Regions from separate parts of the Sus scrofa genome. Here region 1 is linked to region 2. The links are chromatin contacts, called in public HiChIP or PLAC-seq maps. All regions are on one chromosome and are shown on one strand. The core of a region is the stretch at or near the end of the contact, and the rest is flanking DNA. Distances in the headings are between cores, read along the strand shown. Region 1 holds the start of MCMBP (minichromosome maintenance complex binding protein). Region 2 holds the start of SFXN4 (sideroflexin-4).

Region 1 (6,844 bases), core at 3,068-5,567, 670 kb after region 2:
TGAAATGGAGGGCTGGTATAAATTCAAGTAAAAACAATTTTTTTCCTTTTAGGAACACACCTGCAGCATATGGAAGTTCCCAGACTAGGGGTCAAATCGGAACTGCAGCAGCTGGCCCATGCCACAGCTGTAGCAATGCCAGATCCGAGCCACATCTGCAACCTACGCCACAACTTGTGGCAATGCCAGATCCTTTAACCAAGTGAGCAAAGCCAGGGCTCGAACCCAAATCCTCACAGACATTAGTTGGGTTCTAAACCCATTGAGCCACAATGGGAACCCAAAGAAAAATTTCTTTTTAAAAATAAAAAATGAGGAGTTCCTGTTGTGGCGCAGTGGTTAATGAATCCGACTAGGAACTATGAAGTTGCGGGTTCGGTCCCTGCCCTTGCTCAGTGGGTTAAGGATCCGGTGTTGCTGTGAGCTGTGGTGTAGGTCGCAGACGCAGCTCAGATTCCACATTGCTGCGGCTCTGGCGTAGGCTGGCAGCTACAGCTCCGATTAGACCCCTAGCCTGGGAACCTCCATATGCCGCGGGAGCGGCCCAAGAAATAGCACAAAAAAAAAAAAAATAAATAAATAATAAAATAAAATAAAAATAAAAAATGAGGAGTTCCCGTTGTGGCTCAGTGAGTTAAGAACCTGATATAGTGGCTGTGGCATAGGCTGGCAGCTGCAGCTATGATTCAATCCCGAGCCCAGGAACTTCCACATGCCAAGGTGCATCCCTAAAAAGAAAAAGAAATAAAATAAAAAACAATTAAAAGTATACGAAACAATTTTTTTTTTCTCATTTAAAATGCCTGCTTTTGTTTAAGGGATGCAATTTGATACTACATGAACAACCATTGTGGGGACAAGGCCATCAGTGCTATACATATAATAGAGTTCAATAAAGTATTACTAAATCTTAAGCCTTTGGATCTCAATGTTCTGTACAAAAAATCTTTTAGAAACTGGAACGGAAACATTAAAGGCATTTTATGAAGGCTTATAGGAAAAAATTTACATATGAACAATTGGAGTATGGCAGACACTAATTCAAAATACAGAATGGATCACAAAGATGAATTATGATTCATACTGTTAGACTGGCCACTGACAGAATTTCAGTTTCTTATCTGAACCAAGAAGAATTAGCATTTGCATGTGAAAGTAACTCATACCTGGTATGATCACATTCTCTGAACCAATACAAAGTCCACCAGGACTGTTCTTAGTTTAAGATCTGTGGTCATAGTAACCACCCCAATTTACATCACTTCTGATTAATCAGTCTTTCCACTCCCTCTGATGAACAAATTTTCACAGAGTACTTTCGCTGTACAGGTAAATACTAGTTGACTAAAAGCAGATATGGTCCCTGAATTCCCAAGGTTAAAATATAGCCAAGGAACTCATGAAACAAGTCATTTCAACAACATGCTTTACAAGCTAATTTCCAGGCCACACTGGATCCTATAATTTTACTTGGAGCAGGAGGTACCTAACTCAGGTTCCCAAAGGATGAGTAAGACTTAGCCAGGAAAGTAGAAGTGGGATAGGAAGGGAGGACCAGGCAAAGGAAACAGCCTGTACAGAAGGCGCAGAGGCAAGGATCAAAATTGAAGAACTGAAAAAAGGTTCAATATGAGGGGGGATACAGTAATGACGTCCGAGAGCTGGGCAGGGGGGGCCAAAAAGGTCTCACAAACCACAACAGATGAGCTTTCCTTTTCTATCTGGGGGAAAACGGATTTAAAACAACTTCCTACTAAATCAAAGAGTCCACAAGCTTAACACCTAACTTCCCACACAAACATACCTGCAATGCTGTTATTATTATAGATATTCAATATATGCACAGTGTAGGGAAAATAGAGCAAAAATATATACTACACGCCAGAAGAGCTTCCAGAGAAACATCCCAACTGTAAGACAGTATTAGTTTCTTCTCTGTAAGACACAATCTGTATGAGAATAAGACATTCCAGAGCAAACACATAAAACAAGGTGCAGGTTCCCACAATAGCCCACCAACTTTACAAATGCTGTAAATCCAGTATTTTATATCCAAAGTACACCCTTTTTGTACTATAATGTGACATGCCCCCTTAGGATCACACACATAGGGGATAAAATCTGACACAAATACATTTGAATCTATACCAAATATAAAATAATCTAATTTATCCAGCAAGACTAGGGTAGAGGTATTTCTCACAAATTTTTTTTTCCATCTTTTTAGGGCCACACCCCCACAGCATATGTAAGTTCCCAGGCTAGCGGTCAAATGAGAACTGCAGCTGCCAGCCTACACCAGAGCTCACGGCAACACTGGATCCTTAACCCACTGAGCAGGGTCAGGGATGGAACTGGAGACCTCATGGATACTAGTAGGGTTCGTTAAGGCTGAGCCACAATGGGAACTCCACAAAAACTTACTTTTGAAAGACATTTCCGAATAAGTACCCATGAGTCTGCATCCTCTTAAGCCAATTGCGCAATTTTTTTTTTTTTTTTTTTTTTTTGGCTTTTTTAGGGCCACACCTGCAGCATATGGAAGTTCCCAGGCTAGGGGTTGAATAGGAGCTGCAGCTCCATGCCTACATCACAGCCATGCCAGATCTGAGCTGTGTCGGTGACCTATACCACAGCTCTCACTGAATCCTGGACCCACTGAGCAAGGCCAGGGATCAAACCCACATCCTCATGGATACTAGTTGGATTCGTTTCCACTTCACCACAATGGATACTCCCTGCAATTTAATCTTTACTCCACATTCTGGGCCATTATTTTGGAAATCAATGATAAGTTCCCATACTCATTATAAACAACAATTACCAGTATATAGTAGAGATAAATGCCCCTTCCTCAAAAGCACCCTTGATGGATATACACTGTTGTTGTTTTTTAATTTAAGCTACATACAGATTTAATTTCTTCTTTATCAGATTGTCACTCCTCATTAGCTACAATCCAGATGCCAACCCAGGCCTTCTAATTTGCTGCCTCTAGCTTCTGCCTAGGAAACCAGATAGCTATACTAGTTCAAGCTATAAGGAAAATGAATAAAGAATTGCTGAGTGAGTCTTTCCCACAAGGAATACATACATTTTCTGCCTTCAGTTTCGGCTGCTGGAAACAATTTAGCTTCTTAATAGGCATTCTCATTAATATCCCACGATGCCTTAAGTGATGAAGGCCACTCTACCTACAACTTTGTTACCTCCTGACAAGTCAGGTGTTCTGATCTAACAGTGATTGCTGGCTGGGTTTGCCTCCACCCCTCCTAAGTGCAAAAGACATGGAAAGTAGGGCCAAAATGCCCAGGTAACGGCAAACAAACCTAAATTTTCCTTAGTGGACCCTAGCAGAAGAGTGGCATTGACGATAATTCCAACTAAAATTTACTAAGCCTGTCTGCAACATTCTGAGCTCTTTCTATGTAGGAACGCATTTAAGGAGTTCAACATTTCTTACTAGCTCTGGCACAAGGAGGAGATGGAGACCAAGCGGTTTTAAAGGCATCCCAAAAGAAAAATGAAGCTATTACACTAAATCTTATCTCGAAACGCGAGGATGTGTGTAATACAGGAGTTGGAGCCAACTTCTGCTGCGAGCGAGCGAGCGAGCACTCCCCCGACACACCGGAAGTTTTGAAATACCCCGCAGGCTTCCCATAGGCAAAGTGCTTTTCCTTCACCCCATCTCTGCGAGCCCTCCCCAAGGTTCAAGGACCCGTCCGAGTTTTGCCGCCGGGCTAGGGCCCCAGCAGTGCCACCAAGGGAAGCCGGGCCGTCAATCACGGCCGGCCGCCAGCTCCTCGCCGCGTAACCTTGGCCGCTCGCGAACCGCGAATCGGGCAGGTGGGAGGCACCTGCGGCCCGGCCCGGGAAGCCGCGGCCCGCGGTCCGGGGTGTCTAAGGCGGACCGGCGCAGGCCCGGCTGACCGTCTCGGCCGCGCGAGCCCTCGAGGTGGCCCCGCGTGGGGCCGCGCAGCGGGGCCGGGCCCGGGGCTCGGTCAACTCGGCGGCCCGCCCGGCCCGCCCCCGGGGCCGCCACTCACCGAAGAAGCCCTGCACGATCCCCAGCGGGTGGCTGAGCCAATCCTCCCCACAGGGCATCTCGCCGACGGGCCGGAGCCGGCGCGGCCCGGCGTCCCGCGCCGCGGCTCCTCCTCGGGGGCTCGGCCGCTCCTCGCCCGCGCCCTCCCACGCAGGGTGAGCCTCGCGGCACCGGCCGCTCGGCCTCCCGGCGCCTCAGAGAACAGCGGCTGTGGCAGCAGCAGCCGAGGAGCTGCCGGCTACTGGCAGGCGCCGCGTGCGGAGCCCCCAGCCTCCACTTCGCACAATGGCGGGAAATAGGCGCCGCCGACCGCGCTGCCTGCGACCTGGGTGGAGCTCGCGCGGGGAGGGGCGGCGGGAGCGCGCTGCGCGGCCCCGGGCGGGAAGGCGGGGCCGGCCTACTGGGCGGGGGGCCGGCCGGCCCGGGGCGGGGCCGCGGCGGCGGAGCGGTCGCCATCTTGGAGACGGGCGAAAGGAAGGGCAGGCGCGGCCTCCGGAGCTCCGACCCTGGCGTCGGGGGCTGAAGGCGAGTGGTGCTGGGTGTCTCTCGCTGCCAGCTCGAAGGGGGAGACTCCCGAAGTCCGGTTCGTTTTTCATGATGCGAGGCCTTGCACGGTTTGGAGGCTGTAGCAGTCCAAAAGCACAAACCCAAAGAGACTTCAAAGTTATCTCTGGGCAAAATTAGAGGATAAAGCAGCCTTTCGTGTCTGCCCACCTTCCTCTAATTGCCTTTCTTTTTTTTTTTTTTTTCTGATGGCAACTCTCTTTCGTTCCCTGCCCAAAACCCTATGCAGTGACTTGCCCTCAGATGAAGTCTCAGCCCCCCAGGCAGGTGTGTGTTTAGATAGGGGAATTTGAAAGTCTGCAAGCTCCCTTTGCTGCCATCTCAGGCCTTGTAGAGGGACTAGGTCCTAAGTGAGAGGCAAGTTCATAACTGTGAAAATATACCCTGCCTAGAAGCTGGAAAGTGCGCTTTGGGGAGGTTCCTGCAGAATGTGTCAGGATACCCTCAGACAGTGGTAGCACACACAAGATAAGTCAACAGTAACCTTCGAATGAGGAAATTTGGAAATACCCAAGTTCTGTAGTGAAATAGTTTCCCCTAGGCCTGGAATAGGTCTGAGAAAACCCTGCTCATCAGCTGAAAACAGGTCGTGTTAAGAGAGGAAGGATCTGAATGGAGCCCAGAAAGCGGGCAGCTGGAGAACTGAGCTCAGATCTCAAGACCTCTTAGGGGCCAAAGGGGGTGTTTTTATTTGTCATCTTCAACTATTTATTCTCCCCATTGGTGGGGTGGGGGTTGGGGAGGTCAAGGTTGGTTGAATTGAGGATGCGGAATTTGCAAATACAGGGGGCAGAGTACTTTTTTTTTAAACAGCTGCACCTTTATGAAAGTTCCCAGTCTAGGGGTTGAGTCCGAGCTGCAGCTGCTGCCTATGCCGCAGCAGCACCGGATCCGAGCTACTTGTTTGACCCACGCTGTAGCTTGCAGCAATGTCCCATCCATCCTTAACCGCTGAGTGAGGGCTTGGAGCAAACCCACATCCTCACAGAGACAATGTTTGGTCCTTAACCCACCAAGCCATAAAGAGAACTTTTTTTTCTTTCTTTCTTTTTTTTTTCCAATTGTCTGGCTGCACCTGGGGCATATGGAAGCGCCCAGACCAGGAATTGCATCTGAGCCACAGCTGCAACCTACATTGCAGCATCCCTGGATACTTTAGTTCTTTAAACGACTGTGCTGGGCTGGGGATCAAACCCATGCCTCCACAGCCACCTGAGCTGCTACCCACTGCACCACAGCGGGAACTCCCAGAACATTCGTTTTATATAATGGACTTGAGCATCTGCAGATACCCGTGGGGTCCTGGAACCAACTCACCCCAACGGACACCAAGGGATGATGGTAATAGGCTTACTGTATTATATACATCTGGCTCTTGTGAGTTTGTGTGAGCTGAGAAAATGGTTTAAAATCTGGCATTACCACCATTTCACTCATTCATTCCTTTAGCAGAGACAATTGCCAGGACCTTGGTGTTAAATGGAAAAACCCCCTAGTTTAGCTTCCTGGCCAGAAATATGCAAATTAAATGCATGTCATGCTTTTAATTATAACCATTTCAGACTGACTTTATATGAAATGGCAGCTGAATACCAATTCAGCAGTGGCTAGGAACACTTCAGCTTTTGGTGTCTCCTTCTGTATTTAGTAATTTATAAACAACAATTGCTCAGATTTTACTTAGACAACTGTGATCCTGCCAAAGCGCAATTACCTTATAATGTGAATAATTTTACCCTCTAATTTTCCCATGACAAGATGTTTTGGTACTACATAAGCAGTTATGATCAAAATTTTAAAGGCCCGGAGTTCCCGTTGTGGCACAGTGGAAACAAACCTGACTAGTATCCATGAGGATGCAGGTTTGATCCCTGGCCTCACTCACCAGGATAAGGATCTGGCATTGCTGTGGCTGTGGTGTAGGCTGACTGACAGCTGCAGCTCTGATTTGATCCCTTGCCAAGGAACTCCATATGCTGCAGGTGTGGCCCTAAAAAGAAAAAAAAAAAAAATTTTAAAGGCCACGAGTAGGTCCATGAGAATATATCACCATGGCAAGACTTTTTTTCCCATCACTGATAATCACATTTCTGTCCCCACCCCAAGTATTTTTTTTTTTTTTGCCATGGCTGCGGCATGCAGAAGTTCTGGGCCAAGGATGCAACCACAGCAGTGACAGCACTGGATCCTTAACCCAGTGAGCCACTGGGGAACTCCTCAAGTCCATATTTT
Region 2 (5,981 bases), core at 2,602-5,101:
CTTAACCCACTCTGCCACAAGGGAACTCCTCTCACACCTGATTTTAATGCAACATGTAGCCAAGGCTCTCTACCTCCTGAGTTTCCATTAGATAGTGCTGTGTGTCACTTGGATTCAGACCATCCAGATTCTTCGCTTCCCACTGGTGCTGCCATCTCCCCTACCCATTCTTCTTCCATGTCCACTGACCAGGGGAATATTCCACCACCACTCTCACTACACAAGTCAGAAAGCTGGAAGTCCCTTCTCTCTCTCTCTTATATCCACATCTAATCAGAGCAGCCTTATTTTCTCTCTTTTTTACTTAATTTGAGAAAAAAAAATTAAATACAGAAAATACAAATACTCATAATCCCCTCACCCAAAAATAACTGTGAACATTTGATTATATTTGCTTCTAATTTTTTTCCCCAAAAAGACCCATCATCTCCAATCTCAACTTCCTCCCCATTCTATCAGAGGTAACCACTATTATGTATTCAAGGTATAAGCTTTCAGTCCACTGTTTATATCTATACATGTATGAACACCTATACCCATAAACATATATGTAGTGTTTTGGGGTTTTTGTACTTTAACGGCTGCACCCTCGGCGCATGGATGTTCCCGGGCCAGGGATTCAATCTGGGCAGCAGCTTCGGCAACGCCAAATCCTTTAAGCCACTGCACCAGACCAGGGATCGAACCCACACCTCCATAGTGACCTGAGCCACTACAGTCAGATTCTTAACCCACAGAGTCACAGCAGGAACTCCTAGTTTTTTTTTATGTTGTAATTTGCATAAATGTTGTACTATACTCATCTTGCTTTTTTAATTTTTTTTTTTTTTTTTTGGCTTTTTAGGGCCACATCTGTGAGGGCATATGGAGGTTCCCAGGCTAGGGGTGTAATTAGAGCTACAGCTGCTGGCCCACACCACAACCACAGCAATGCAGGATCCGAGCCATGTCCGCAACCTACACCACAGCTCACGGCAACACCAGACCCTTAACTCACTGAACGAGGCCAGGGATCGAACCGGCAACCTCATGGTTCCGAGTCAGATTGGTTTCTACTGGGCCACAACGGGAACTCCTCATCTTGCTTTCTTTACTAAACATCACAGACATCATGTTTTTCCATTTAATATCACATATGATGTAGGTTTCCAGATAATATCATAGGCTGATCACCAGATCATCACTTCCAACAGCTAATCAGTGCTCCACTGCATGGATAAACCACCTTATATTTCCCCATTTCTCTATGGATGGGCGTTCAGCTTGGTTGTTCTTCTCTATTATAGACAAGAGTATATGAGCCCATGGATGGGGCATCTTGAACCCAAGGATGGGGGCATCCTTTAGATCATTGCTGGTGACAGGGTCTCTTCTCTTCATCCCTCAGCCACACATGACTCAAGCCCTCATCTTTCGCTTGACAGCTAAGCCATCCCCTGAACTGCTCACAGTCTAACCACCTCTGGTTCCTAATCACATGGCTAGGTACGAACCCCTCTCATCTGAATGATACACAAGGACCTTTGAGAATCATCTGGTCCCGGAGTTCCCATTGTGGCTCAGCAGTTAACAAAGCCAACTAGTACCTATGAGGACATGGGTTCGATCCCTGGCCTTGTTCAGTGGGTTAAGGATCCCGTGTTGCAGTGAGCCGTGGTGTAGGTCATAGACGCGGCTCGGATCCAGTGTGGCTGTGTCGTGGGCTGGTAGTTGCAGCTCCGATTCGACCCCTGGCCTAGGAACTTCCATGTACGGCCCTAAAAAGGAAAAAAAAAAAAAAAAAAAAAAAACTGTCTGGTTCCTCTGTGTTAAAATCCCAGTGACCTGCTGTCCCCCCCATTCTCCCCAGCTTTGCTTATAGCCCGTTCTCTCTGACACTTCCTGCTTGTCCCTTCCCTGCCAGGCTTCCCTCAACAACCTCCCCTAATTCCTTGCTACAGCTGCCCTTAGAGCCCAAGGTCAAGGTCTGTGACTAGCTTTGGTCTGTCCTCATTACTAGGGAGGTTTATTTTGATCCTCTTTGAAAACCACCAGCATCTGGCCCAAGGCTTGGTACTACCTATTAAATGAGTGTCCGTTTTTATGTACCACCCTTCCAATCTGACAAGCTCATTCAGAAGGAATAAAAACATAATAAAATATATGGACTCTGTTATCTCAACTGCTTTCAAAAGGGAAACACAGTCTTCACGCTTCAGAATAAAATGTGGAAAAATCACTCTCTCCGAAAATAATACTTACAATTGAAATGACCAAATTTGTAGGATCCAATAATTCTGTCCACTGAAGAAATCTCTGAATAAAAGACTTAAGAGGGGCAGGAGCAAGAGATCAGTTAATGGCAGCAGGAAAACAAAGATTTACGACAATAAAAACAGTTAACATTATTTTGGGGAACCTAACGGCTTTCTGCTTTTTTTTTTTTTTAAAGGGTCGTACCCTCTGCATATGCAAGTTCCCAGGCTAGGGGTCGATTCGGAGCTACAGCTGCCGGCCTACACCACAGCCACAGCAACTTGGGATCCCAGCCGCGTCTGCAGCCTACACCACAGCTCACGGTAACACCAGATCCTTAACCCACTGATCCAGGCCAGGGATCGAACCCACACCCTGATGGATCCTAGTCGGGTTTTGTCAACTGCTGAGCCACGAAGGGAACTCCCACACAGTATAAAAAAGAAAAAACAAAAAGGTGTGCTGTATGTGTAAAACATACACAGGATTTCAAAGACTTTCTAGAGAAAAGGATGTAAAAGATCTCATTCACAATTTTTATATCGATTACATGATGAAATGCTAATATTTTCCGTCTATTGGGCTAATGCAATATATTATTAAAATTTAAATTTTAAAAGCCACATTTTTAATTTACTAGATTTACATTTACTAGAAAGATTTTAATGATCTCTGTAGCTCCCATCCTACTTCAATTAGACAGCGCCGCCCTAGCCACTGCCTGGAGGCGGGGCCCGGGTTACTTTTCCACGACGGCGGCTGGTCTCACAACTGGGCAGCTGGGGGTTCCCGGGAGGACCTGTTCCTCTCCAACAGCTTAGGCAGCAGAGGGCAGGCCCCTGAGTGGTGGAGACTGACTCCTCAGTTCGTGGGATCTGCAGGGTGACACTGTGCGACCTTCCCCAGCCAGGCCTCGGGTAGAGGCGACGCACGGTTACAGCCGTGGCCCTCGGCATCCGGCAAGCTTGGGTCTCCCTTCTTCCCGTCCCAGGGGGTGTGATGGGAAGGCGGGTGGTGCGACGACGTGGCCTTCTCAAGGTCACAGCGGCCAGCGGCGACTCCACGCCGAGAGGCCCTCGCCCTCCCCATCCCCAGCCGTGCCGGGCCCAGGCCGTACTTGACGTTCAGTGATCCAGAAGCGCACGTTGGGCTCCATGCGGGCGGCGCCGCTGCACTCGGCCGCCTGGGCCCCGTGCTTCCTCCTCCTCCTCCTCCTCCTCCTCCTCCTCGGGCTCCTCTTCCCGGGACTTAAGCGCTGCCAGGAAAGGCCGCGGTCGCCGGGCTGGGCGCGGAGGAGGAGCCGGGCGGCGAGCCCCGCCCCGGGCGCGCGCGTTCCCGGCCCGGCTCCCTGGGCCCGCGCGCCCGCTCCTCCCACTCCCGGCCCGACTGCCTGCTGCTCGGTGACTCCACGCTCCAGCGCCCCGAGCGTGGCAAGCCCATCCCTCCCACCCGCCAAGTTCTCCCAACCTTTCTCTGCTCTTCCGGGTAGCCTGGTCGCTTCCAGGCCTGGGGGCGGGGGGGTGGGGGGGTCACCTATCAGAGCCCTCCTGTCACTGTACCTACTGAGAAGACCAGATCCGGTCGCACGTGGCGCCCTCCACCGCCCTGGCTCCTGCAGCGTCTAAACACCCAGCCCAGGCTTTTAGATAGTACCCTCGAAAATCCCTTCACTTCACAGAATGGACAGTCAGGACTGCCACATAATTTGAGTGGCCCAATGAAAAATGAAAATGTGGAGCCCTTAATTAAAAAAAAAAAAAGAAAAGAAAAGAAAGGAGTTCACTTAATGGCTCAGTGGAAACAAATCCGATTGGTAACCATGAGGTTGCAGGTTCGATCCCTTGCCTCGTTCAGTGGGTAAAGGTTCCTGCGTTGCCGTGAGCTGTGGTGTAGGTCCCAGGCAGGGCTCTGATCCTGTGTTGCTATGGCTGTGGTGTAGGCCAGCAGTTGTAGCTATGATTCCACGCCTAGCCTGGGAAGCTCCAAATGTGCGAATTTGGCCCTAAAAAAGAAGGAAAAAAAAAAAAAAAAAAACCTGCAGGAGTTTCCCAGTGGCTCAGCGGGTTAAGGTTACCACATTGCCACTGCGGTGGCGAGAGTTGGCTCCTTGGCCCAGGTACACTGGCGTGAGGGGGTGGGGTGGCGAGCAAAAAATAAAAAAATAAAAATTTGAAAAGATTGAGGAGTTCCCCCTTGTGGCTCAGTGGTAAGGACTAGTATCTATGAGAATGAGTGTTTGATTCCTGGCCCTGCTCAGTGGGTTAAGGATCTGGCATTGCAAAGAGCTGTGGTATAGGTCACAGACAAAGCTCAGATCTGGTGTGGCAGTAGCATAGGCCAGTGGCTACAGCTTTGATTCCACCACTAGCCTGGGAACCTCCATATACTGTGGGTGCGGCCCTAAAAATAAAAAAAGAACAAAAAAAGTTTAAAAGGTTAAGAATTTTCAAGGAGTTCCCTTTGTGGCTCAGTGGTTAACAAACTGGACTAGGATCCATGAGGACATGGGTTCGATCCCTGGCCTTGCTCAGTGGGCTAAGGATCTGGTGTTGTCATGAGCTGTGGCGTAGGCCGCAGATGCAGCTTGGATCTGATGTTGCTGTGGCTGTGGCGTAAGCCAGCAGCTGCAGGTCCAATTTGACCCCTAGCCTGGGAACTTCCATATGCCAAAGGTGTGGCCATACAAAGAAAAAAAAAAAAAAAAGGAATTTTCAAAAGCTGATGTCAAAGCATTAAACAAAACCCCCTGGGCCCTTTTAAGTTAAGTGTGGGCCCCTGCCACCAGCCGGTGAAGCTAGCCCTGCTTTCAGTGCATTAGCTCTCTGCCCGAGGGTTTTTCCTCAGTGCTGGAGCAAATCTAGCTCCATCTATTGGATACCAGATCAAGCAGGGCCCATTTGGAGAGAAAAATATACCTTCGCCTTCTTCCTTAGCACCGGGTGGGTGGGGGTTGTTTAGGGGTCCTCCGGCGTCCTGAGTCAGGGAGCCAGGCCCATCCATTACTTGGTCGTGTGACTCTGATCAAATCAGTACCTCCAGTCTTTCTCATCTGGAAAATGAGGATAATTGCACCAATTTTGTTTTTGTTGAGCATCAGATGCGACAGAACACGTAAAGCCCTAACACAGAACTGGGTCCATTGTTAGTGCTGAGCCCGGACCACTAACACCCAGCAGGCCTGTCCTCTCCTTTGCCTTGCTTCCCCCGCCAGGAACATGAAACCCGCTCATGGTTTGCTTCAGGCCCACTTGGGGTTTTAGCTCCACTTTTGGTCACTTCAATTGGCTCACTTTATAGTTTGTTGTTGTTTTTGTCTTTTCAGGGCCACATCCACGGAATATGGAGGTTCCCAGGCTAATCGGAGCTGTAGCCACCAGCCTATGCCAGAGCCACAGCAACGCCAGATCCGAGCTGCGTTTGCGACCTACATCACAGCTCATGGCAATGCCAGATCCTTAACCCACTGAGAGAGGTCAGGGATCAAACTCGCAACCCCATGGTTCCTAGTGGAATTCATTAACCACTGAGCCACAATGGGAACTCCCAGTTGGCTCACTTATAAAAGACTTCATCTCCTTTTCCAGGAAGACTTCCTTGATGCCCAGAGGTGGGTAAGGTGCATGCTCCTCACTGTTCCCCAGTGAACTGTAACCCAGGAATGTATCTATTGTACACAGTATTTAGCACACCTGTATTGTTCTGCTGGCTCTACCTACAAGTATGTCATAAATCCAACTCAGCTGAAT

The links. HiChIP or PLAC-seq counts read pairs in DNA pulled down with a chosen protein or histone mark.
Region 1: an H3K27ac HiChIP or PLAC-seq map of skeletal muscle shows a contact between it and region 2, with 4 times the contacts expected there. The contact joins the promoter of MCMBP here to the promoter of SFXN4 in region 2. A contact is called at or near these places in 2 of 2 datasets of contacts at active chromatin or transcription factors (alveolar macrophages and skeletal muscle).

What each region holds. Positions count from the first base shown.
Region 1 is chr14:129,737,888-129,744,731 of Sscrofa11.1, forward strand. It overlaps MCMBP (minichromosome maintenance complex binding protein), which reads right to left and starts at 4,318. Exons shown (of 16, transcript NM_001243591.1): 1 at 4,050-4,318. The coding sequence starts at 4,107.
Region 2 is chr14:129,071,947-129,077,927 of Sscrofa11.1, forward strand. SFXN4 (sideroflexin-4) reads right to left here and starts at 3,852. Exons shown (of 14, transcript XM_013983797.2): 1 at 3,353-3,852; 2 at 2,242-2,307. The coding sequence starts at 3,391.